Regions from separate parts of the Mus musculus genome. Here regions 2, 3, 4, 5, 6 and 7 are each linked to region 1. The links are chromatin contacts, called in public HiChIP or PLAC-seq and promoter capture Hi-C maps. All regions are on one chromosome and are shown on one strand. The core of a region is the stretch at or near the end of the contact, and the rest is flanking DNA. Distances in the headings are between cores, read along the strand shown. Region 1 holds the start of Zfp30 (zinc finger protein 30). Region 2 holds the start of Zfp780b (zinc finger protein 780B). Region 3 holds the start of Zfp850 (zinc finger protein 850). Region 4 holds the start of Psmc4 (proteasome (prosome, macropain) 26S subunit, ATPase, 4). Region 5 holds the start of Dyrk1b (dual-specificity tyrosine-(Y)-phosphorylation regulated kinase 1b). Region 6 holds the start of Selenov (selenoprotein V). Region 7 holds the start of Paf1 (Paf1, RNA polymerase II complex component).

Region 1 (2,934 bases), core at 291-2,790:
ATGTTGCAGATCGAACACTCATATACATAAAATAAATAAATCTTAAATAAAAACAAAACAAAAAACCCGAAAAGTGTAGGGGCTTGAGGAAATGCCTCAGTGGTCCCTCCAGCCACCACCTCAATCATTTAAATACATGCTCGTCCTTGACCAATCACACATCAGACTTTAGCAGACATATTTCCGTATTAGAGAATCCTAAGAAAAACAGGACATCTAAATGTATAGCACGTGGGTGCTACATAACCATAGAACCGCAGGCGCTGCGCACTCAAAGAGGAATCCTGATTAAGTCTCTGCCCACTGAAAATGCAGGGAAATTCTCAGACCCAAAGCAATGAATAGTTCGCTTTTTTTTTTTTTTAAAGACAGGGTCTCAATGTAACCCAGGCTGGCCTTGAACACTTGGTCCTAGTGGAGTGGCAGTGACACCACTCACAGTTGAATAAAACATTTTCACAAACGTCTTTCAAAGGGAAGGAAATTAAAAAAATCCATACTCAAAACAACAACAACAACAACAGCAAAAACAAACAAACAAAAAACCAAAAACGAAAAACAAAAACTCAAGCATTTCACAGGAACACAGAAGTTCTAGAAACTCACACATAATCTCTGTTTTAAACAGAAGTAGTAGCTGCTGGCTTCTAGGGTCTCTTCTGAAGACTGGCAGACACTCCAGGCCTTGTTTCTTTTCTTTTCTCTTCTTTCCTTCTTCTTCTCTTTTCTTTTTCTCTCTTGCAACCCAACGTTAGGCAGTAGAGAATGACCTTGAGCGCCTACTCCCCCTGCCTCCACCTCCCAAATCCCGAGAAGTCAGGTGTATGCCACCACGTCCTCTGGCCTCACCCCTACGCTTTTCTGAAATTGATCAGAATCCCCTTCCAAGCTTCAGGGCTCCAGGCTGACCCCATCCGTATGATCCCAGCAAGCGAGATAGACTACAGCAGCCCACAGTCACCCGTGCCCGAGTTTGCTGCTTCGGCCACTCTGCTTCACCAGTTACCAGTCCGGGGCTGCCCAGCCTTAGGTCCGAGGTGTCCCCCGGTTCTCTGCTCCCCAGGCCCGCCGGGAATCTAAGGTTCTGCACAGGGTATCTCCACCGTGCAAGTCGCGGCCCCCGCCTTCCCTCTCGGTCCTTGTCCACAGCCAGGCCGGGGTTTAGGTGCAGCGCGTCAGCACGGCAGCTGTACCCACGAACGGGCCACCTGAGTCCCAGGGGTCCTCAGAGCGGGTCCCCGGAGAAGAGCGTAGGCCGCACGAGACCGGGGACCACCCAGCTGACGGGTATCCCGGGAGGGTGGGTTGCCAGCGCGGTCAGCGCTGCAGCGGCGGCACCAAAGTGCTACGGACGGGACCGTGGTACTGAAGGCTCTGGGACATCAGATCTCAAGCCTGAGAGTCCGACTGCCACTAGCTTCTTTGACTAGGTTCTGGGCTTCCAGCCCCGCGGAGGCTGCGAGCCAGGCCCCTAGCTCTTGGTCAGGGGAAGGGGGTTGGAGGTGGGGCTGTGTGTGTCTCTTTCTCGCTGCTTCAATGCGCATGCGCACAAGGGAGCCGCAGGGAGGCGGGGAGCCTTCGGTAGCATCTTGTGCAGGCCTGGACAGAGGGAGTTTGGTTCCAGGATCCAGGATTGGGCAGAAATGGCCAAGTCTTTAGGCCTACAGCAGTAGCTCTGGCGTTGAACAAACTAACCCCCAGATGCTTTGAGGTCCAGCGTGGAGCGTTGGCTGAACCACTTATACTAGTTTGGGCATCTATTGTTTGTTTTTAAAGCTGTGGTCTCTCTAAATGACCCTGGTTTTCTCTGTGGACACCAGGCTGACTTTGAAATTGAAGTGATTCTCCAGTAAGCTTCCTGAATGTGGACATTAACGGCACACACCACCACACCCCCGCCCTCTACCTGAGTTTTTTCTTTTTCTTTTCTTTTTTTTTTTAACCAGTTTTTCTTTCTTCTTAAATCTCTATTTGAGACAAACTCTCTCTATGCAGCCCTTGCTAGCCTGGAATCTGTGTAGACCAGGCTAGCCTGGAACTCTGAGATCCACCTGCCTTTGTTTCCGTGGTGCTGGAATTAAAGGTGTGCACCACCACTTCGGACGTGGTTTTCTTTTAACAAAGCAGGCTTGAGTTTTTGTTGTGGCTGTTGTTTTGTGGGTTTTTTGTTTGTTTGTTTGTTTTGTTTTGTTGTTGGTTTTTTTTTTTTGTTTTTTCGAGACAGGGTTTCTCTGTATAGTCCTGGCTGTCCTGGAACTCTGTAGACCAGGCTGACCTCAAACTCAGAAATCCACCTGCCTCTGCCTCCCAAGTGCTGGGATTAAAGGCATGCGCTACCACCACCCGGCTTTTTATTTTATTTTATTATTTTAGGCTTGGGGTTTTAGGCTTTAGCATGAGGAGAGGGGCTCCGAATGACGGCACCTGAAATCGCAGTATGGGCTTCTCTGAAAGAATAATCGATTGGGTTTTCATGTTATTCTTATGTTCTTGTGGTGGTTTGAATAGGTATGGCCCCATAGATTCATGCATTTGTATGCTTGCCCATGCCAAGTAGTGATTTTATGTGTGGCCTTATTGGAGGAAGTGTATCATCACCGTAGAGGCGGGGCTTTGAGGTCACATATGCCCAAGGTACACCACATCTGCCTGCAAGCCTCCACCTTTCCCGCAGGACGATGGTGGACTGAACCTCTGCAAGCCAGCCCCTATTAAATGTTTTCCTTTATAAAAGTTGCCCTGGTCATGGTGTCCCTTCACGGCAATAAAACCCTAAGAGAGTTATGTTAGAAAGAGCTTTCCTTTAGCCCGTTTAATTTAGTCTCAACAGCACATATGCATAGATTCTTAATGAGTTATAGTTAATTTAATTCTTTTTGATGCCTATTTTTTTCCCAAGATTTGGTTTGTGGGGGCCCCTTTAGCCTGACATTG
Region 2 (2,934 bases), core at 311-2,810, 1.8 Mb after region 1:
CGTCTGGATTTCATTACATTTTAACTGTCTCCATTTTGATATGTTTTCTAATTCAATTATGCCCTATTGCTTTTCTGTCTGTTCTATTCATTATTGAGGTTGAAAATTATTGAGGTGATGGTGGATTTGGATGTCATTCTTTTTTTTTCTTTTCTTTCTTTCTTTCTTTTTTTTTTTTTTTTAAAGATTTATTATTATTGTATGTAACTACACTGTAGATGTCTTCAGACACACCATAAGAGGGCGTCAGATCTCATTAGGGATGGTTGTGAGCTACAATGTGGTTGCTGGGATTTGAACTCAGGACCTTCAGAAGAGCAGTCAGTGCTGTTAACCACTGAGCCATCCCTCCAGCCCTCACAATTTGATCTCCCCCCACCCCCACCCCCTGCTTCTTTTCTTATTTATTAGATATTTTCTTTATTTACATTTCAAATGCTATCCTGAAAGTTCCCTATACCCTCCCCCCTGCCCTGCTCCCCTACCCACTCACTCCCACTTCTTGGCCCTGGCGTTCCCCTGTACTGGGGCATATAAACTTTGCAAGACCAAGGGGTCTCTCTTCCCAATGACGGCCAACTAGGCCATTTTCTGGCTGTCATTCTTATTACTACCTTATTACTTACCAGGCTTTCCCCCTGCTTCGTGCCTGAAGCTGCGCTATTAGTACTTTTAGTTTATTTTAGTTTTTAGGGAGGGTTTCACTCTATACTTGTAGCTGGCTTCAGTCTCACACACATGCAGTGAGCTGTGCCTCCCCTTTGCTGGGATAAAAGGCATGTCTTACCACGCGCAGCCATGTTTATTATACTTGATGACTTGGCCTCTTTATTTACACTGGCAATGTTGTGTCCCCAGTCTGTCTCGATTATCAAATCAACCTGAGTCTTCATTACGGTCACTCGTAATCTTCTAGAGTACTGAACTTTAACATATTTTCTGTAGTTGATACTCGGTTGAGTCTGACTTGTTTTCAAATCCTCCTTGTTTTCATCCTTCAACGTGAGGTAAATTACTGTCTAACGGACACGACTCAGTTGAAACTTTCTGATGTGTTCCTCACTCACCGTTTTCTATCTAGGTAACAGGGACCCTGAACTCAGGGAGGGTCCAGAACACCTGGCTGTCTGAAATCGCTGATGTAAACTATCCACGTTTAACACCAACAATTCTTTAGTTTAGTCTTTCCAAATTTACCATAGTCCCTACCAGGTCACAGCGAGGTGGAATCCCACTCAGTGGGACTCAAGTCACTTATATCCCATTCTGATCTTACTTCCTGTTCTGCTTGTCAGTCCGCTCCAGGGAAGAGAAAAATCAGTGGCGCGCAGAAGCGGAAGTACCTTTTGAGCACCACACGGGAGCTTTTAAAGGCTGTGCCTTTTTGGAAAAACCCCTGACACCACCAGGCGCAGCTCCCAGGTGGGCTGGTCCCAGTAGCAAGCTCGGATCGCCCTGAACCTCTGAGCTCTGGGCTTCCCGGAGTTCCGCCGCAAGGACTACATTTCCCAGGGTCCACCGCACCGGAAGTAACGGATCGAATTCCGGTGTCGTGTATCGCTCCCTTGAAAAGTCAGGTTTTTCTCGTAGGTGGAAGAAATCGCTCTATGGCCTACGTCCTCACAGAGTAAGATCGGAGCCAGCATGCTGGGTGTGGGTGTGGGATGGATGTTGATATTTGTGTGAGTGTGTAGGGGCGGTGATGTGTGTGTCTGTTTCTCTGTATGTATACGCACCTTGAGCACTCTGCATCTCCTGTGTCACTATGCTTGTAGCTTTCTGCTCCTGCTTTCTCTTGCAGGCACAGGGGCTGAAGCAAGGAAAGATCAGGTGCAGAGTCTGAAGGGAAGCTTCCTTTGAGGTACATGAGTAGCTGAGGCCGGAAGTGCCTCCGAGGGGCCCCTAGGGGGATAAGATCCCTAGGTTTCCCTGAGCTGTAGCAATGCGAGTGTTGCGGGAAGGGAGGGAAAGTGCTCATTGAGGATGCTCTCAGATCTAGTTTGGGATCTCAGGCTTCCTTGGGCTCCCCACAGGCTCCCCATTTCGGCCATTATTCCAAAGGAGGGCTAGAGAAGCATGAGATCTTTATTGCTACTCAGCTAAGACTCAAGGGCGAAGTTTGTGCTTTCTCTCCGTGTGAGAAACGAGGCTTTAGGTTTAGACTATAGAATTGTCAGTAAATGAAGGAGTAACAGACAAACTGATAGCTCCAACTTTGTGGCTCTTACATTGTTCGTTCTCCTCCCAATTAGTATTCTCACTATTGTTTCAGTGATCCTTGATATCTCTCAATAATCAGACCTTTCCCCTAGACTTTATAGATAAGAATCTCCAGAGGTTAACCTTAGGAATCTCAAACTCAAACCAATTCCTATCCATGGCATCACATAGCAGATGGACTTTGATCTTTATAGACCTTCCTTTCAAAGCAGGGGGACTTCAGGGGTGCTGGTGCTGCTTGTATTTAATGCTAAATACTGGCTCCCAAGATCTGGTGTCCCCCCCCCCCCACCCTTCGCCATGAGCAGATCCTCACATACTCCAAGTGATGCTATGTGAACTTTGCTCCCCAGCTTAAAACCTGAGTTTAAATAAAACTAGCCACAGCCAGTTCCTGAGAGGAATAGAGAGAGGTAGAGTTTGAGTAACTGAGCTGTGGGTCTCAAGTAGGCACCACCAGGGGAGGAGAGAGAACAGAGGCAGAGCACAGGGGAGGAAAAGACTAGAGAACAGGAGGTCTCCAAGAGCTGGACCAACCGTTCCTGACAGAGTGATATGCCTCCCGGGGACACCAGACGGCTGGAGCAGAAGTAGCCCTGGAAGTTTGAAACAGCAAGGATTTGGGAAGTGCAGTCGAGCCAGTCGCCAGACTGTCATTTAGAGATATAGATTAGGGTCATCCCGCAGTAATTGCACAGAACCTAATAAATAAAT
Region 3 (2,934 bases), core at 225-2,724, 1.8 Mb after region 1:
CGAAAAAAAAAAAAAAAGCATAAAAAGGGAAGCTTTAAACAGAAGCATCTCCAGGTAACGGGCATTTCTGCCAGGAGTGTGTATACAAGAACACCCTCCCTTCAAGGCCCCCTGATTCCATTAAAGTTTAATTGTCTTGATTTTTATTCTGTCTGCATTCATAGCTGATGATGCTGTCTAAATCATCTATGCCCTGTTGCTTTTCTGGATTCCTTCTATCAGTTATTGAGACTGAAAACTTTTGTATGCAATGCTGGATTTGGCTGTTTCTCCTTATTTCTCTATTGGACGTTTCCCCTCATGTTTTGAAGGTGTGGTATTACACGCATACTGTTTATTTTAGTTTTTTAGACAGGTCTTCACTAAATAGTCCTTGGTGGCCTCATCTCATAGACATTCACTGGCTGTGTCTCCTCATTGCTGGGGTCACATGCATGTGCTACCACGCCCAGCCAAGGATATTTTCACTTGATGACTTGCTGTCTCTGTTATTGCTGTTAGTACTGGCGATGCTCTTTGCCCCCAGAACTGCCTCCATTTTAAAGTTGACTTAAGTCTTTTTTTTTTTTAATACTATTGTGAGGATGGTCACTTTGAATCGGCTAGAATATTTAACACATTTTCTGTAGTTAACACTTATCTGCAAATTAATGTGGCACCTATACTTTAGCATTTACATAATTTACAGTACATTTAATGCAATTAGTTTTATTACTAGGATTGTTTAGCCTTTTCACAATTTCTTTCTATCATGTTTGGAAAAAGTTCTTTGTATAACATGAGAAAAAACAAAAGTGGTTTCGAAAGTTCCATAGTGTCAAGTTACAATAAATGTGTCTATCCTATAAAAAAGAGGCCTATGTTTTGGGTTTGTGTTTTGTTTGTTTTTTAGTTTTTTGTTTTTTAGGACACTTAACGCGTGCTAGTCATTCATCCTCCAACAGGAGGTAAATGACTGCCTATTGAACACAGTTCTGGTGATACATACAGATGTAGTCGTCACTCAATTTTTTCTATCTAGTCAACAGGGACACCGAACCCTGGAAGGGTCCAGAATATCTGGCTCTTTGAAATCGTTAATATAAACTACCCAACTTTAGAAACCAACCAATTCTTTAGTTCGGTCTTTTCAAATTTACCATAGTCCCTAGCAGAGCACAGCGTAGTGGAATCCCACTGAGTGGGACTCAGGCAAAGCGTCCGTCCCGATCTGATCTACTTCCTATTCTAAATTTTAAAATTTCCGCTCGTCCGTCCACGCCACAGGAGGGAAAATCAGGTAGACACAGAACACCAAACTCCGTTTTGATCCCAGGAGGCAGCCTCCCCTCGAAGCATGGGGAGCCCCCTGCCCCCCCACCGTGGGAACTCCCACAAGCCACTGGGCCCAGTTCCCGGATGGGCCGGGCTAAGTTGCATGCTGGGACCTTTCGGAAACGCCGGGCTTCTTGAAGGCTCCACATAGCTCCGGACGCCGCCAAGGGTCTTTGGCATCCCGGTGCCACCAACACGGAAGGTCTGATCTTTCTGGTCCAAAGAAATTGCTGGTTGGCTTCGGTCTCCACAGAGTAAGGTGGGCTGGGTATCGGTGTGGGCGCTGGTGTAGGGTGAATGGAGATGTTGACGCGTACGGGCGTGTGTGAGCGTGTGTGAGCGTGTGTTTGTGTGGGTGGGTGGGCGCGCGCTCGCGCGCGTCTCTCTGTGTATACACACCTTGAGCTCTCTGCTCATCTGTGTCACTGTGCTTATCATTTTCTTTCAAGGCCACAGGGGTTGGAGCAGAGGGCTAAGCATCACTAAGGAGAAGTCAGGTGCGGAGTCTGAAGGGAAGCTTTCCCTGAGGTACACACGAGCTTGGGAGGTGCTTTTAAGGCCGGAAGTGCCTCCGAGGGTCGCTTAGGAGGGCTGCTCTGGGTTGAATACCCGAAGTTTCTCAGAGCTGTAGCCATGAGAGTGTTGAGGGACGTGAAGGAAAATGCTCGGTGAGGATGCTCTCGGATATAGTCTGAGATCTCGTGGAATTATCAGTAAATGAAGGAGGAACGTGAAAATTGATACCTTCACCTCTGGGGCCCATAACGTTGTCCCTTCCCTTTCCACTTCACCTTATCATTTCAATGAACCCCGCCTTTTCTTCTCTACAATCACCCTTTTCCTAAGATGTTCTAGGTAGAAACCTCCAGAGGTTATCGTTAGGTCTCTCAAACTCTGATTTTATAAATCGATTTCTATTTGGATGGCATCGCATATCAGATGCGATCCTTTGATCCTTACAGGCCTTGTTTTCAAAGCAGGCCAGGAATGTCGGGGATAGATGATGTGTTCACTGTGAGGATTATGGCAGTGGGAAAGTGATAGCACTGAATTTGGCATCTTTGAAAGCTAGTGATTTTCTGAGTGTGTGTGTGTGTGTGTGTGTGTGTGTGTGTGTGTGTGTGTAATGGGTAACGTTGGCCAGATCCAGATGAGCAATGCCATGATTGATCGTGGAGTGTGGATCTGTGGTATCGGGTTGGAATCTTGGTTCTGTCCCCTCAGGCTCTCCAGGCCTGTCAGGAACCGTAGGATGCCTGTGGTGAAGCCTGTTAGTGCAGTGCCGCCATATCCTAAGGGCCTGGTGTGCTTTAGTTGTTCTCTGTGAGGCCATCTTGGGTTCATTCCACTCAGTGTTCAGCAGGACAAGGGAGTGTGAGAAACAATGCGATTGCTGGTGGATGTTTAAGAAAGTGACTTAAAAAGAAAAGCTAGGCTTCGTGGTATACATTTAATCTCAGAGGCAGAAGCAGGAGGATCACTGTGAGTTCAGGGTCAGCTTGGTCCACATAGCAAGGTCTAGGCTAGCTGGGCCACACAGTGAGATGCTGTTTTAAAAACAAGGACAGGAAAATGAATGTGCTAATGCAGAACATATTTTTTTAAAACTTTTCAGATAAA
Region 4 (2,934 bases), core at 252-2,751, 1.7 Mb after region 1:
GGGACACCTTAAAACCAAAGAAAAACACAGCCTCCTAATAGCTGGAGAGCTGCCTCTCTCAACTATTTGTATTGCCTGCCAACAAACTTCACCTTTACTTTGTGGTCACTGTTTTTCTGTCTTTTAATTCTTCAACTGATGGAGGGAAGGAACCCACCTGCTAGCCAGTGTGAGAGCTACTGTAGATTCTCCATACCATACAGAACAGATAGGACGTTCAATTTGTGCAGCATTATGTAGCTAGAAAATAATGATTTGTGCCTGCTACCTATCTGTGCCCCAATAAAAAGTTTACTTAACAAAAACTATAGCTGTTATGAAGTGTGGTAGTGTATATCCCTGGTACAAGGAATACAGATCTAGGTTCTAACCCTGCTTTACCAGTTGCTCAAGTGACTTCAGTGCTTGGCACCAGCTTCCTTCTTTGTAGAAGAGAATATAATACATACTAAGGATTTTAGCTGGGCTTGCTTAGCATATCAAAGTTCCTGAGCCATAACAACAATCAAAACTCAACAGGAGGCTGAAAAGATGGCGCACACAGTCTGTAACTCCAGTGCCACAGATTCCTATGCCCTTTTCTGGCTTCTGCATGTACTGAATCCAGGTGCACAAATTCGCACTCCGATATACACATGTACACGTAACTAAATATAAAATCCTTTCAAAACGTTTAATTATGTGTAAGTGTGTTTCTGCTAGCGGGGACGTGTGCTTGAGTGCAGGTGCCTGCAGAAACCGAAGGAGTTGCCTACAGATGCTAGTGAGCTGCCCCACCTGGGTGCTGGGAACCGAACTCGGGTCCTGTAGAAGAGCCACAAGTGTTCTTCAGCACTGGGCCATCTTGACAGCCCCTAAAAATAATGTGAAGAGGACAGAGAAGAAAAGATTCGACAGGACTCCGCAAAGATCTGCATTCGCAGCTGCCTCGGTTTCTCCAGCTTTGGTACGATCTGATTGGCTCCTCGCCGTTCTGTGACCTCTGCTTCTCTCTTCAGGTGGCGGCCAGAGAAGGTCAAGAGATTCTTCTGTGGAACTAAAGGCTTCTTTAGTGCCTCTCGTTTCTTATACTTAGTTATGTCTGCGAATTCCTTCTAACAAAGCTCTGGAGTTTTTAACAAGTTAGGACAGGACTTGATTAATCTTCATATTCTCAGTTCGGGGCTGGCTTTGTAAAGACAAGAAAGTAAAAAAGTGGATAATATTAAAATCAATCAATCAATCCTCTGGAGACTTTTCTTCAAGAGCAACTCGGCCGCGCCATCTACTGGAGAAACCTTCACAACGCGCGACGGGCCGCGAAGCAGGATGGCGCCAGAACAAGAGTTACTGCGCACGCGCAACATCCTTGCGGGTCCGCGCGCGCGCGCCTGGAGCGCAGAGCGCAGGAACCCATCTTGGGGGCGGAGCCCAGGGCTAAGAGTTTCCCGCCCTTCCTGTTATCCGGCCCGTCAGGTCAACCCGCAGCGGTACCTTAAAAACTACGTTTCCCAAGATGCTCTATGTGAAGGACTTCCGTTGGCGTCAGCGGAAGCCGTGACTGGCCGGGCTGCACTGAGGCCGGCTTGGTCACTATGGAGGAGATAGGCATTTTGGTGGAAAAGATTCAGGTGCAGTGGGGATCTGGGTTTCTTAGCGGGAGCTGGACATGAGTGGGGTGCTGAGGGGTTCTCAGGATCCCAGCTCTGGGCTGGGTGGTTTCAGAGGCCTCGGTGTCGAGCTTTGGGTGGTCCCGGGGCCTGGCGGGGTAGTCATGTTGTCAGGAGGGCGGCAAAGCTCAGAAAAGCAGAGCGGGAGGAAAGTGGCGTTGAACTTAAAGACTTTTCAGACAGAACGGTTGCGAGGCCTGGAGAGCTGTGCTTACTAGCTTTTCGGTTTGGGGTCTGGACCAGGTGGAGGATGATGTATGGGGGCCCCGTGGCCTAGGTATGTTCGTGGCCAAGGGACCAGTGGACTCACTGTGCTTGGGACGTGAACGGTGAGGCGTTAAGTATTGGTTGTGGTTTGGCTGAGTGACCTTTGGCTTTAACGTGAGTTGGGAATCTGACATGAAAGCTTTTGGGGGGGGGAGGGGAAGAACTGGGTAATGAGACTCTGAATGTGACTCTGACTTTAAAATCCATGGGACTTTTAGAACCTCTTGAGGGGACTGGGATGCTAAGGTTCGGTATGGAGCTGCTGCAAAACTTTCATGATGAGTTTTGTTTAAGGGGCCTACTATTAGCAATCTACATAGGGGACTGAGCAGCTCCTGTATCTATTGAGAGATAGTGAATGATGTCAGGTACTGGAGACATAGGTGACTTGGTGGCGAAATAGGAAGAACGCTTTCGCTGATTTCACGAGATGATTCTCTGCTTCCAACACCAAGTTGTCTTTACCGTCTACAGGATGAGATTCCAGCACTGTCCGTGTCTCGGCCGCAGACCGGCCTGTCCTTTCTGGGACCCGAACCTGAAGACCTGGAGGACCTGTACAGCCGCTACAAGGTGTGTTCAACCCTAAGCTGGCTCCTGCATACCTCCCATCCCCCATCACATACGCCCCCCCCCCCACCTCCCACTGTGGTACGGCAAGGCTGCAGCCAACCCTTTGCCCTCCCTGTGCGTGCAGAAGCTGCAGCAGGAGCTGGAGTTCCTGGAAGTGCAGGAGGAGTATATCAAGGACGAGCAGAAGAACCTGAAGAAGGAATTCCTCCACGCCCAGGAGGAGGTGAAGCGGATCCAGAGCATCCCCTTGGTCATCGGTCAGTTCTTGGAAGCTGTGGATCAGAACACAGCCATCGTGGGCTCCACCACAGGTGAGTGGTGAGGCAGGCTGGGAGCAAGGCAGGGTGATAGAATGGCCAGAGTACTGACCGATCCAGAAGTGGATACATACTTTATTTTCTGAATGTCTCTTTCTGCCTCTCAATTCACGTGTGTGCGTGTAGTT
Region 5 (2,934 bases), core at 241-2,740, 1.6 Mb after region 1:
AAGGATTCCGTCCTCAGCAGGAATGAGGGTGGACTGTGAGGCCTCCAAAGTCCCCAGAGATCCTCCAACAATCATGCTCTTGTCTGGAGACCCTTCAATCCTCAGGCAGGTGAGAAGCCAGCTGAATGCCTACCTGTGTGTGTTCCTGGGGCCCCGGAAAGCCAGAGAAAGGACCATGGCCTGGTGGGACGGCCATGGTGGGCTCAGAGGGCCGCAGGGGCGTGAGGCCTGGAGCGGGAGCCCGGCCGGGGGGCGCCTTCTCGCATCCTGCACCTCGGCTGCCACCGCCGCTGAGACCTGAGAGCAGGTAGGAAGTGGGAAGACAACATGGAACAAGAAGGCATGTAGGTCAGGGTCAGTCAGAAGAGGTGGGTATGAGTTAGGGGCAGGACCAGGGGGAGACAGGGGACAGGGCAGAGCACCAGCACCAGGTAGCCATGTACAAACAGAAAGGGTAGCAAGTGGGTTAGCACAGCGTGTCTCTCAACAAATGAGGAGCCAAAAAAAATGAATGAAGCATCACATCCAGAGATGTAAAAGGGAGCCATCAGAGCCAGACAGGGGTGGGAGAGGGTGGGTACAAGGCCAGGGCAGGAGGGATAGAAAGAGGCCAGGAATTAGGAGAGCAAAAGAAGGCAGAAACCGTGTAGAGTCTGGGCAGTAGAACTCAGTCCTTCAAAATTTTACTGGTGGCCAGCCTGAGTCCCTCAGATAAGGCCCCGCCCTCACACCGTCTTCCCTCAACACCAAGGGCCCAATTTCAAGCCCAGTCTACCCACTAGTTTCTTTCTATTCTAAAGAACATAGCAGTCCTTATGGACCTCCCAGCAAACCCAAGGTTATCTGAGAACTCCTTTACATGCAAGCTATAGATGTTTCAACCACCTCGGCACTTTCCCCTGGGACCGACTCCATACTCCAAGACCGCTCCCTGCTCCCTATATGAGGTCTCTGGAACCAGAGATCCTTCTTTTAAGCAGTCTATATTTATCCCACTAGGATTCCCCCATTACTCCAAGACCCCTACTCCTCAGGAAAACAAGGGAGAGGTGTCATTTTTCAACATCTAAGAGTCACGGTCTTTTTCTTCTTTACCCTGAGGTCCTTGCTAGCTCCTCTATTTCTACGCTGGGTCATTCCACAATTGAGCCTATTCCTAGAAGGGCCTGACAGCCAAATCCCTAAATATCGCACAAGACTTCACTCACTAAAAGTGTCCTTCGGAACAAAATCCCCTTCTTAGGAGCCTCCCCCTTGTCAGATCCCCTTCTATGCTATGTCTTGCCACTCCAGGTCCCCTTTATTGGGGCTTCACAGATAAACAACCTCTTCCCGAGCCCTCCCACACTAGGACCAGCTCTTACAGCTCCCACCCCTACCCGGGTCAGGGATGGCGCTGGGCCCACGGGGGGCTGGAGCGCGATGGGGACCCCAGTGCGGTGGGCGAGCGGCCAGCATGGCGGCGGTGGTGGTGGCGGCGGCGATGAGGAGGTGGCCGCCTGTCCCCGGCCCGGCTAGCCTAGCCAGCCCCGCGGCGGTGAGGGCAAGCGGGACAGGCGGCCCGGTGGGTGACAACAGCAGCCGCCGCCACTGCCACCGAGGGGGAGGGGCGGGGAAAGGAGGGGACGAGGGTCAGACCAGGGCACGCGGGGGAAGGGGACAGCAGGTGGACGGGGGAGGGGCGGGTTAACCCTCGCCCTACGGCCCAGCCCCGCCCCGCGTGGCCACCCGCCCCCAGGGACCCTGGCGTCCCGCCCCCCACCCGGCAGGCCCGCCCCGGCCAGTGGAGTCCCGGCGGGCGGGGCCCAAGAGAGCCCGGCAGGCCGCACCTCCCATGGCAACAACCGCGCCATTGGTTGTTGCTGCCAAGAGCTTAACCAATTAGCACTCAGGGCAGCTGTTGCTAGGCGACAGCGAAGCGGCCAGCGCAGCCGAGCCCAAACAAAGGGCGGGAGTGGGGCCTGGCTGCCCCCTCCCCGACTCCCTCTCAGGACGGCTCCCTCGGGCTCAGCCTCTTCCAGGAATCCAGCTATGAAGAGCCGGACTCCGCTGCAACGGCCCAAAGCCCCCTCCTTTCCCTTGCTAAATCTCGCGGGGACGGGCAGGGCGGTTCCCGGCCTGCCCCCCACCCAAGCGTGCCGCCCCGCCCGTCGCAGCACCCTTACCTGAGGGCGTGGGTAAGGGGATTCAAACTGCTCGGGGAGCCCGAGCTCAGACCTGCCCACTGGCTGAGGGTGTCCGGTGGACGCGGCGAGCCAGGGCCCCGATTACCCAGTAATGCAACCAGCAAAATGGCGACCACAACAAACCGGCCCCCCTGCCCCGGCTCCGCCCCCACATCATTCACGTGACCTAGCGGAGCACAGTGCGCCTGCGCCTTAAGGGTGCTGAGCCGCGCACGTGCGGAGCAGCCACCAATGGAGCATGCACCATGTGACCGGATGAAACTTTCCAGGCACCACCCCCCGAAGCACACAAAGTTGATCAAGGGCGCATGCGTCTCGAGGCCACTTAGCAATAGGCACCAGACAGGGGAGACAGATGAGTCTTTTAATAGAAAAACAAAACAACTCCCCCGCCCCCAAAAAATCACAAGCCACACGTGCAACAGTAACAACACACATCTCTTCAATCCAGACAGCTCTGAGTTTCAGTTCTTCACCTTGGGAGGTGGCCTGTGAGGAAATCAGAGGGGGTCGAGTTGTAACCACTTTTGGCTTCTCAGGGCCACAGGTAAGGGAGAGGTCTGTTGTGACACTCACCTGTACACACCGACAACCACGGCGTGGTCTCGCTCATAAGGCTCTAGCGTCAGCTGCTCCTGCGGCTTCATGTTCTCCTGCTGCATCTTCTTCACTTCAGATGCAAACACAGCCTCTGCTGACGCAGTGGAGTCAATGCAGTTGGCCTAGAAAGGAGTCAGGACTAAGTTAC
Region 6 (2,934 bases), core at 131-2,630, 1.5 Mb after region 1:
AGGCAGGAGGATTGTAAGTTTAAGGCTAGCCTAAGCTATATAGCTGTGTGTCTTTCTCAAAGATAACAGAAAGCAAAACAAAACAAAAAATACGTTTAAAACCCAGCCAACTAGAGAAGGGGATGTGCCAGGGTCCAGGTCAATTCCTAGTCCAAACATCTGTGTGTTCTTCCTGTGGAAGCACCCACTGCACTGACGTCTGGCAACACAGCACGTTAATGGTCACGAAATGTACATTGCATTCTGGGGCCTAGAGTCTTCATGAGGTCTTGGTCAGGCAGATAAAGTTAATAGCCCTCCTGGGGCAGAACTGACACAATGTGGCCCCAGGCTGTCATCACTATCCACGTTATTGTGGATTGGCTGGTCTATGTATGCCCCACCCCCCTTCCAGAAGGATATTCCCTGGCTTAGAAATACTGCCCCAAAGCCACAGGCAGAGGCTGACATCTCTTGAGACATCAACAGGGTTATGTGCATCCTGAGGGTTTTTTTTTGGGGGGGGGGGTGTTGGTTGGTTTTGTTTTTTTTTTTTTGTTTTGTTTTTGTTTTTTTTTTTTTACTTGAGAGTGATTTTAAACTTTTGATCCACTTGCCTCCTGAGTGCTGGAGCTACAATCCTGAGTCAACATAACTGGTTTGTGTGGCACGGGGGACTTGGACCCAGGGCTTTGTGAATGCTATGAAAACTCTATTAACTGAGCCACAACCCCTGTTAAGTCATCCTTCTGTGAGCCTCAGAATGAAGTCTAGTCGGCCTTACATGGTCACTGTCCCTGGCTCCAATCCTTGTCACCTCTGCCTTTTGCCTATACTCCACTTCTCAAACTTGTCCCCTTTCCTGGTGCCAGCTTCCACTTTATCTCCCTAACTCGGGTTCCACAGGATTGGTTGATCCAGGTCTTGTTCTAGGAGCTGGGGATACAGCATGAAGAAGACAGAGTCTCACTTTGACCACTCCCCGGGAGTAAATTGGATTATTTGTGTGGGTTGTCGCTATTTTTCTCCGGACCTCGTATCCTGCAGAGAGGTGCCTCCTTTCTGAATTATATGGGTGCTGGTATTCTCCACTGCACTGACGGTTTTAGGCTGTCACTCTCATACTGGGTGTGACCTCCTATCATGGGCAGGAAGCAAGGAGGGCAGAGATGCATTGTCCCCGGAATCCCCAGCGCTAGGAGGGCGCTTAATGAACTCAACCAGCTAAACGCATGAGTGTCAGGGTGGCAATGGGAAGCTCTAGGCAGAGTTGGCTCCTGCTGGGTGGGGATAGGGACAGGGGCGGTGTCTATTCGGTGAGATCTGAAGACAGCAGCGCCTCCCTGGCGCAGAGCTTGGAATCTCCGCCTGACTGGAACCCGGTGTAACAGTGCCTGCTCGTGGTTGCTTCGGTTTTTAGAATCCTCGGGTGCGAAAGCTCTCCTCGCTCAAGGAAGCAGGGCGAGGCGGGACGCTTAGCCTGGGGTACCCGGGTCTCACCTGGTCCCCATGAATAACAAGGCGCGGGTCCCCGCTCCCTCCTCAGTCCGGGCAAACACCCCGGCCCGGACACCCGCTCCCATCCGAACCGCGACCCCAGTCAGGGCCCCGAACCCAGCGCACAACTCGACTCCAGTCCGAACTTCCATCCGGGTCCGGGCTCCTGCCCAAGTCCCTAACCCTGTTCCAATCCGGTTCCCAACTCCAGCCCCAGTCCCTGCCCCAACCCTAACCCCAGCCCCAACTCCAGCTCCAGTCCGGCATGCAGCACCGGTGCGGACTCCAGCACCAGTCCGGGCCCCGAATCTAGGTCGGGTCTTTCCTAAGATCTCTCCAGGCAGGTTCTTCCCGAGCTTGGCCTCGCCCACGGCACAGCCCCTTTCTTCCAGGGCTGCTAGCGCTCTCTTGAAGGATCCCACACTCGCTCAAAATCAGAAACCCTCGATCCACAGCCTAGCGGAGGCCATCCAGGGGCCCCTTCCAGTGCTCACTCCCTCGTCCTCCAAGACACAAGGCTCCATACCGGACACCGCCTCTCCCATAGACTCCTTGGCTTCTACTGCCATGGCCTCCAGTACATTGGGCCCCATTCCGGGCCCCAACCCTACACTAGAGTTCTTGGCCTCCCCGCTGAAGGAAACCCCTGGTCTGGGTAAGCTCTCCACGATTTCCCCAGCACCCAGCTTCGGTTCCACTAAGGAGATCCCATCCACCAGCGAGGACGTCCCAACGCCCAACAGAATCTTGATCCGTGTGATGTACTGGTGAGGGGCTCCCCCTACCCGCGAAAGAACGGGAGCCGAGCCGGCAGATGCTGGAGCTCTGGGCGTGTGTGTGTGTGTGTGTGTGTGTGTGTGTGTGTGTGTGTGTGTGTGCAGGCCCAGGTGGGCGCGCTAGGTAGGGAGGCAGATCCACAGAGTTCTGACCACCACTTGTCTGTCCCTTTGAGATCGGTTTCCCACCCTGGCTTCTTTCATTCACTCCCACGAACCCCTGTGATTTCTGTCTTTGATCTTTCCTCACTCATTTGCATGTTTATTGACTTAAGGCTTTATTCACGCCTCTCTTCCTTCAAACGTTTGTATGAGTAACATGACTGCTGTCATTCGCTTTTATTCATTCATTGATGGGCGTTTCCCACCTGGCAGTCAGAATCATTCGTTTAGCTGCTTGATTCCTGTCTCTTAACTTCATGCATGCATTCACTCTTATTCATACATTCATTCATTCTATTGGTAGAAGCGAGAAGCTTCATCCACCTTCATCCATTCAACATTTACATGATGGATGGGTCTAAACTGTATTCTCATTCATTCATTCATTCATTCATCCATCCATGCATTCACGGTTGATTCTTATGACTGGGAATCCGTTCCCATTCTTTGCTGCGCTTCACTCTGAGGGCCCTGAGCACTTCCCTAGCAGGCCAGGCCATGCACACCCCATGCCAGCCTG
Region 7 (2,934 bases), core at 247-2,746, 1.4 Mb after region 1:
GATGGCTCAGCGGTTAAGAGCACTGACTGCTCTTCTGAAGGTCCTGAGTTCAAATCCCAACAACCACCTGGTGGCTCACAACCACCCGTAATGAGATCTGACGCCCTTTTCTGTTGTGTCTGAAGACAGCTACAGTGTACTTATATATAATAATAAATAAATCTTTAAAAAAAAAAAAAGCGCACTGATTGCGGCTTCCAAAGGTCCTGAGTTCAAATCCCAGCAACCACATCGTTGCTCACAACCATCCATAACAAGATGTGACCCCCTCTTCTGGGGTGTCTGAAAACAGCTACAGTGTACTCACATATAATAAATCTTTAAAAAACAAACGGGCTGGAGAGATGGCTCAGCAGTTAAGGTCCTGAGTTCAAATCCCAGCAACCACATGGTGGCTCACAACCATCTGCAATGAAATCTGATGCCCTCTTCTGGGGTGTCTGAAGACTGCTACAGTGTACTTACATACAAACAAACCCTGCCTCAAGCTGACAAGATACCTCAGCAGGTGAAAGTGCCTGCTGTCCAGCCTAAGGAAATGTCTTTAGACTGCCACTCAGAGCTAAGGTGTGTACAATTTAAACACACACACACACACACACACACACACACACACACAACCCTAGGCCTGTGCTGCTGGGCACATAAGGCTGCAATCCCGGCACCCATGAGACTGGGGCACAAAGACCAGTCTGGGCCACTTTATGAGATTCTCCAAAGCACAAAAAAGGCCCCCTAACCGCCTCCCCTGTTCGTGTTCCACCCCTCCTGGAAAACGGAGCTGGGAGCTTACCTCTCAGGCAAGGTCCGGTGGGAATTGGGCCTGGTTTCGGGGAGAAGAGAGAGAGAGAGAGAGAGAGAGAGAGAGAGAGATGTCAAGAGTTGGCCATGTGAGTGGAAAGGCCGGCCCCCGAATTTCTGAAGGAGTGATGGTGATGATGGTGATAAAGCATGAAGCCAGATGCTCAATCCCCTGAGGAGAGCAATCCAGAAGCTTCACTGAAGGAGACTGAGGTCTGACTCCCTCCCGCAAGGTGCAATTCCGAAATTGAATAGCAGGGGACCAGGAAGCGACCGCAGAGCCCAGGGGGGACCGCCCCTTCATCGGGGGTGAGCGCTGCGCGACCTCGGGGGCCGACCTGAGGGAATCAGTGATGTCGCAAGCAGCCCCCCTCGGCCTAGTCCCCAGCTTGCAGCTCACAAAACAAAATGAAGCGGCAGGTGACAGGAGACCTACCTGTGGCCATCTTCCCTCTGGGCCTGGGTCTGGATGGTGGGCGCCATCGCGACCAGGCGACGGCGGCGCGGTAGGCGTCCTCGCTGGCCGCAGGCGGACGCTGAGTGGCGTACCGACTTTGAGAGACGCCGGATCCAAGGACAGGCTCCCGTAGACGCCGGGCTCCGCGGGGAAAGGGGATGAAGTGGGCCGACGAGAAGGGCTCGGGTGTGACTGAAGTAAGAGCACAGACAGCGTCGGACACAGACTTGCAGCTCCCGCTCCGACTGCTACCAAGACGCAGAAGACTAGACAGGTCGCTCCTGGCCGCAAGGCCTTCAGGGAAATAGAGTTTGGTCAGTCCTTCACAGTGATTGGCGAGCTGTGGGTGAAGGGGCGGAGCCGTGGGGGAACTCCTCTTATGATTGGCGAAAAGATATTCCACTCATGGCCTCGGATTTGGGAGGGCGGAGAAAAATGCATATCCTCTTCTCCCATTGGCTAATCTGTCGGTAAGGCATGGCTAACTAGGAGGTCAGCCAACTGAAAAAGCTGAGGAGCTACCGGAGCAGACGCATTTATGACGCATTTCCGGCGTTCTAGCGGAGGAAAATGGCTGCGCCCCAGCCACAGGCTGCAGCGGTTTCCTCTGCGTCTGGTGTGTCAGGCCCGGGTTCTGCCGGGGGTCCGGGTCCCCAGCAACAGCCACAACCGACCCAGTTGGTGGGTTCTGCCCAGAGCGGGCTCCTGCAGCAGCAGCAGCAGGACTTCGATCCTGTGCAGCGCTACAAGATGCTCATCCCGCAACTGAAGGAGAGTCTCCAGGTGATGGGCCCTGCGCGGGGAGCAAGAGGGGCTGGCTGGCGGGCGGGCGGGCTCCGGGGACGAGCGCCGAGGGGCTGTTTGTTGAAGGAGAGATCGTAGGTCGGGAAGAGAAGACAGACTAGCTGTGTTGTGTTTGTGTCTAACCAAAGTGAAGCTCCGGTCAGCTGTAGTGGTGGCGCGTTCTTAATCCCCGTGCTGGGACAGCAGAGGGGGACGGATCTGAGCTCGAGGCCAGTCTGGTCTATAGAGTTCCAGGCCGACCAGGGTCTACATAGTGAAACCCTGTGGAGAGAAAGGAGATGAGGATGAATGACAATTTTTGTTTGTTTGTTTTTTTTTGTTTTTCGAGACAGGGTTTCTTTGTATAGCCCTGGCTGTCCTGGAACTCACTCTGTAGACCAGGCTGGCCTCGAACTCAGAAATCCGCCTGCCTGTGCCTCCCAAGTGCTGAGATTAAAGGCGTGCGCTACCATGCCCAGCATGAATGACAATTTTAACTGTGTATGGTAGTGCAAGCCTTTAATTCCTGCCTTCTGGAGGCAAAGGAAGGTAAATCTTTTGAGTTCCAAGACAGCCTTGGCTACACAGAGAAACCCTGTCCCAAAAAACTAGATGGAAGTGGGGGAGGCAGGAGGAGAAGAGTAAAAAGAGAAACCGTTCTGGTTAAGTTCCGTGCAGAAGTACGGCCTAAGTGTCATTTCAGTCCATGATGACTAGATAAAGGGTATGTCCAGGAAGCTATTAGTGGTAATTCCAAACGAGAGCAGGTTACTGAAAAATTACAGGGAGATTGGGGGCTAGAGAGTTGCCTCAGCAGTTAAGAGCACTAACTGCTTTTCCTAGTGGTCCTGAGTTCAAATCTCAGCAACCACATGGTGGCTCATAACCATCTG

Evidence for each region. Promoter capture Hi-C pulls out the DNA fragments that hold promoters and counts their contacts. HiChIP or PLAC-seq counts read pairs in DNA pulled down with a chosen protein or histone mark. Capture Hi-C pulls out chosen DNA fragments and counts their contacts.
Region 2: a contact with region 1 is called in an H3K27ac HiChIP or PLAC-seq map of microglia, with 5 times the contacts expected there. The contact joins the promoter of Zfp780b here to the promoter of Zfp30 in region 1. A contact is called at or near these places in 6 of 39 promoter capture datasets (the 3T3-L1 cell line, the C10 cell line, cranial neural crest and 3 more), 1 of 115 datasets of contacts at active chromatin or transcription factors (microglia) and 2 of 9 other capture datasets (adipose tissue and liver).
Region 3: a promoter capture Hi-C map of hippocampal neurons shows a contact between it and region 1, with 4 times the contacts expected there. The contact joins the promoter of Zfp850 here to the promoter of Zfp30 in region 1. A contact is called at or near these places in 2 of 39 promoter capture datasets (hippocampal neurons and liver), 1 of 115 datasets of contacts at active chromatin or transcription factors (large pre-B cells) and 1 of 9 other capture datasets (liver).
Region 4: a promoter capture Hi-C map of adipose tissue shows a contact between it and region 1, with 4 times the contacts expected there. The contact joins the promoter of Psmc4 here to the promoter of Zfp30 in region 1. A contact is called at or near these places in 7 of 39 promoter capture datasets (the C10 cell line, cranial neural crest, erythroid cells and 4 more), 1 of 484 Hi-C or Micro-C datasets (B cells) and 2 of 9 other capture datasets (adipose tissue and liver).
Region 5: a promoter capture Hi-C map of cranial neural crest shows a contact between it and region 1. The contact joins the promoter of Dyrk1b here to the promoter of Zfp30 in region 1. A contact is called at or near these places in 2 of 39 promoter capture datasets (cranial neural crest and liver) and 1 of 484 Hi-C or Micro-C datasets (muscle stem cells).
Region 6: a contact with region 1 is called in a promoter capture Hi-C map of liver, with 3 times the contacts expected there. The contact joins the promoter of Selenov here to the promoter of Zfp30 in region 1. A contact is called at or near these places in 3 of 39 promoter capture datasets (hippocampal neurons and liver) and 1 of 9 other capture datasets (pancreatic islet).
Region 7: a promoter capture Hi-C map of liver shows a contact between it and region 1, with 2.1 times the contacts expected there. The contact joins the promoter of Paf1 here to the promoter of Zfp30 in region 1. A contact is called at or near these places in 4 of 39 promoter capture datasets (cranial neural crest, hippocampal neurons and liver), 1 of 115 datasets of contacts at active chromatin or transcription factors (astrocytes) and 1 of 9 other capture datasets (liver).

The regions. Positions count from the first base shown.
Region 1 is chr7:29,782,574-29,785,507 of GRCm38.p6, reverse strand. It overlaps Zfp30 (zinc finger protein 30), which reads right to left and starts at 1,540. Exons shown (of 5, transcript NM_001360208.1): 1 at 607-1,540.
Region 2 is chr7:27,977,783-27,980,716 of GRCm38.p6, reverse strand. Zfp780b (zinc finger protein 780B) reads left to right here and starts at 1,560. Exons shown (of 6, transcript NM_001081021.1): 1 at 1,560-1,627.
Region 3 is chr7:28,012,655-28,015,588 of GRCm38.p6, reverse strand. It overlaps Zfp850 (zinc finger protein 850), which reads left to right and starts at 1,474. Exons shown (of 6, transcript NM_001254951.1): 1 at 1,474-1,573.
Region 4 is chr7:28,048,659-28,051,592 of GRCm38.p6, reverse strand. It overlaps Psmc4 (proteasome (prosome, macropain) 26S subunit, ATPase, 4), which reads left to right and starts at 1,501. Exons shown (of 11, transcript NM_011874.2): 1 at 1,501-1,610; 2 at 2,391-2,489; 3 at 2,614-2,800. The coding sequence starts at 1,575.
Region 5 is chr7:28,178,872-28,181,805 of GRCm38.p6, reverse strand. Dyrk1b (dual-specificity tyrosine-(Y)-phosphorylation regulated kinase 1b) reads right to left here and starts at 1,490. Exons shown (of 11, transcript NM_001271370.1): 1 at 1,380-1,490; 2 at 134-297. The coding sequence starts at 1,458. Fbl (fibrillarin) reads right to left here. Exons shown (of 9, transcript NM_007991.3): 8 at 2,763-2,908; 9 at 2,537-2,675. The coding sequence ends at 2,651.
Region 6 is chr7:28,289,632-28,292,565 of GRCm38.p6, reverse strand. Selenov (selenoprotein V) reads left to right here and starts at 1,380. Exons shown (of 6, transcript NM_175033.4): 1 at 1,380-2,243. The coding sequence starts at 1,489.
Region 7 is chr7:28,391,558-28,394,491 of GRCm38.p6, reverse strand. It overlaps Paf1 (Paf1, RNA polymerase II complex component), which reads right to left and starts at 1,496. Exons shown (of 14, transcript NM_019458.3): 1 at 1,238-1,496; 2 at 794-823. The coding sequence starts at 1,284. Med29 (mediator complex subunit 29) reads left to right here and starts at 1,802. Exons shown (of 4, transcript NM_026042.3): 1 at 1,802-2,041. The coding sequence starts at 1,829.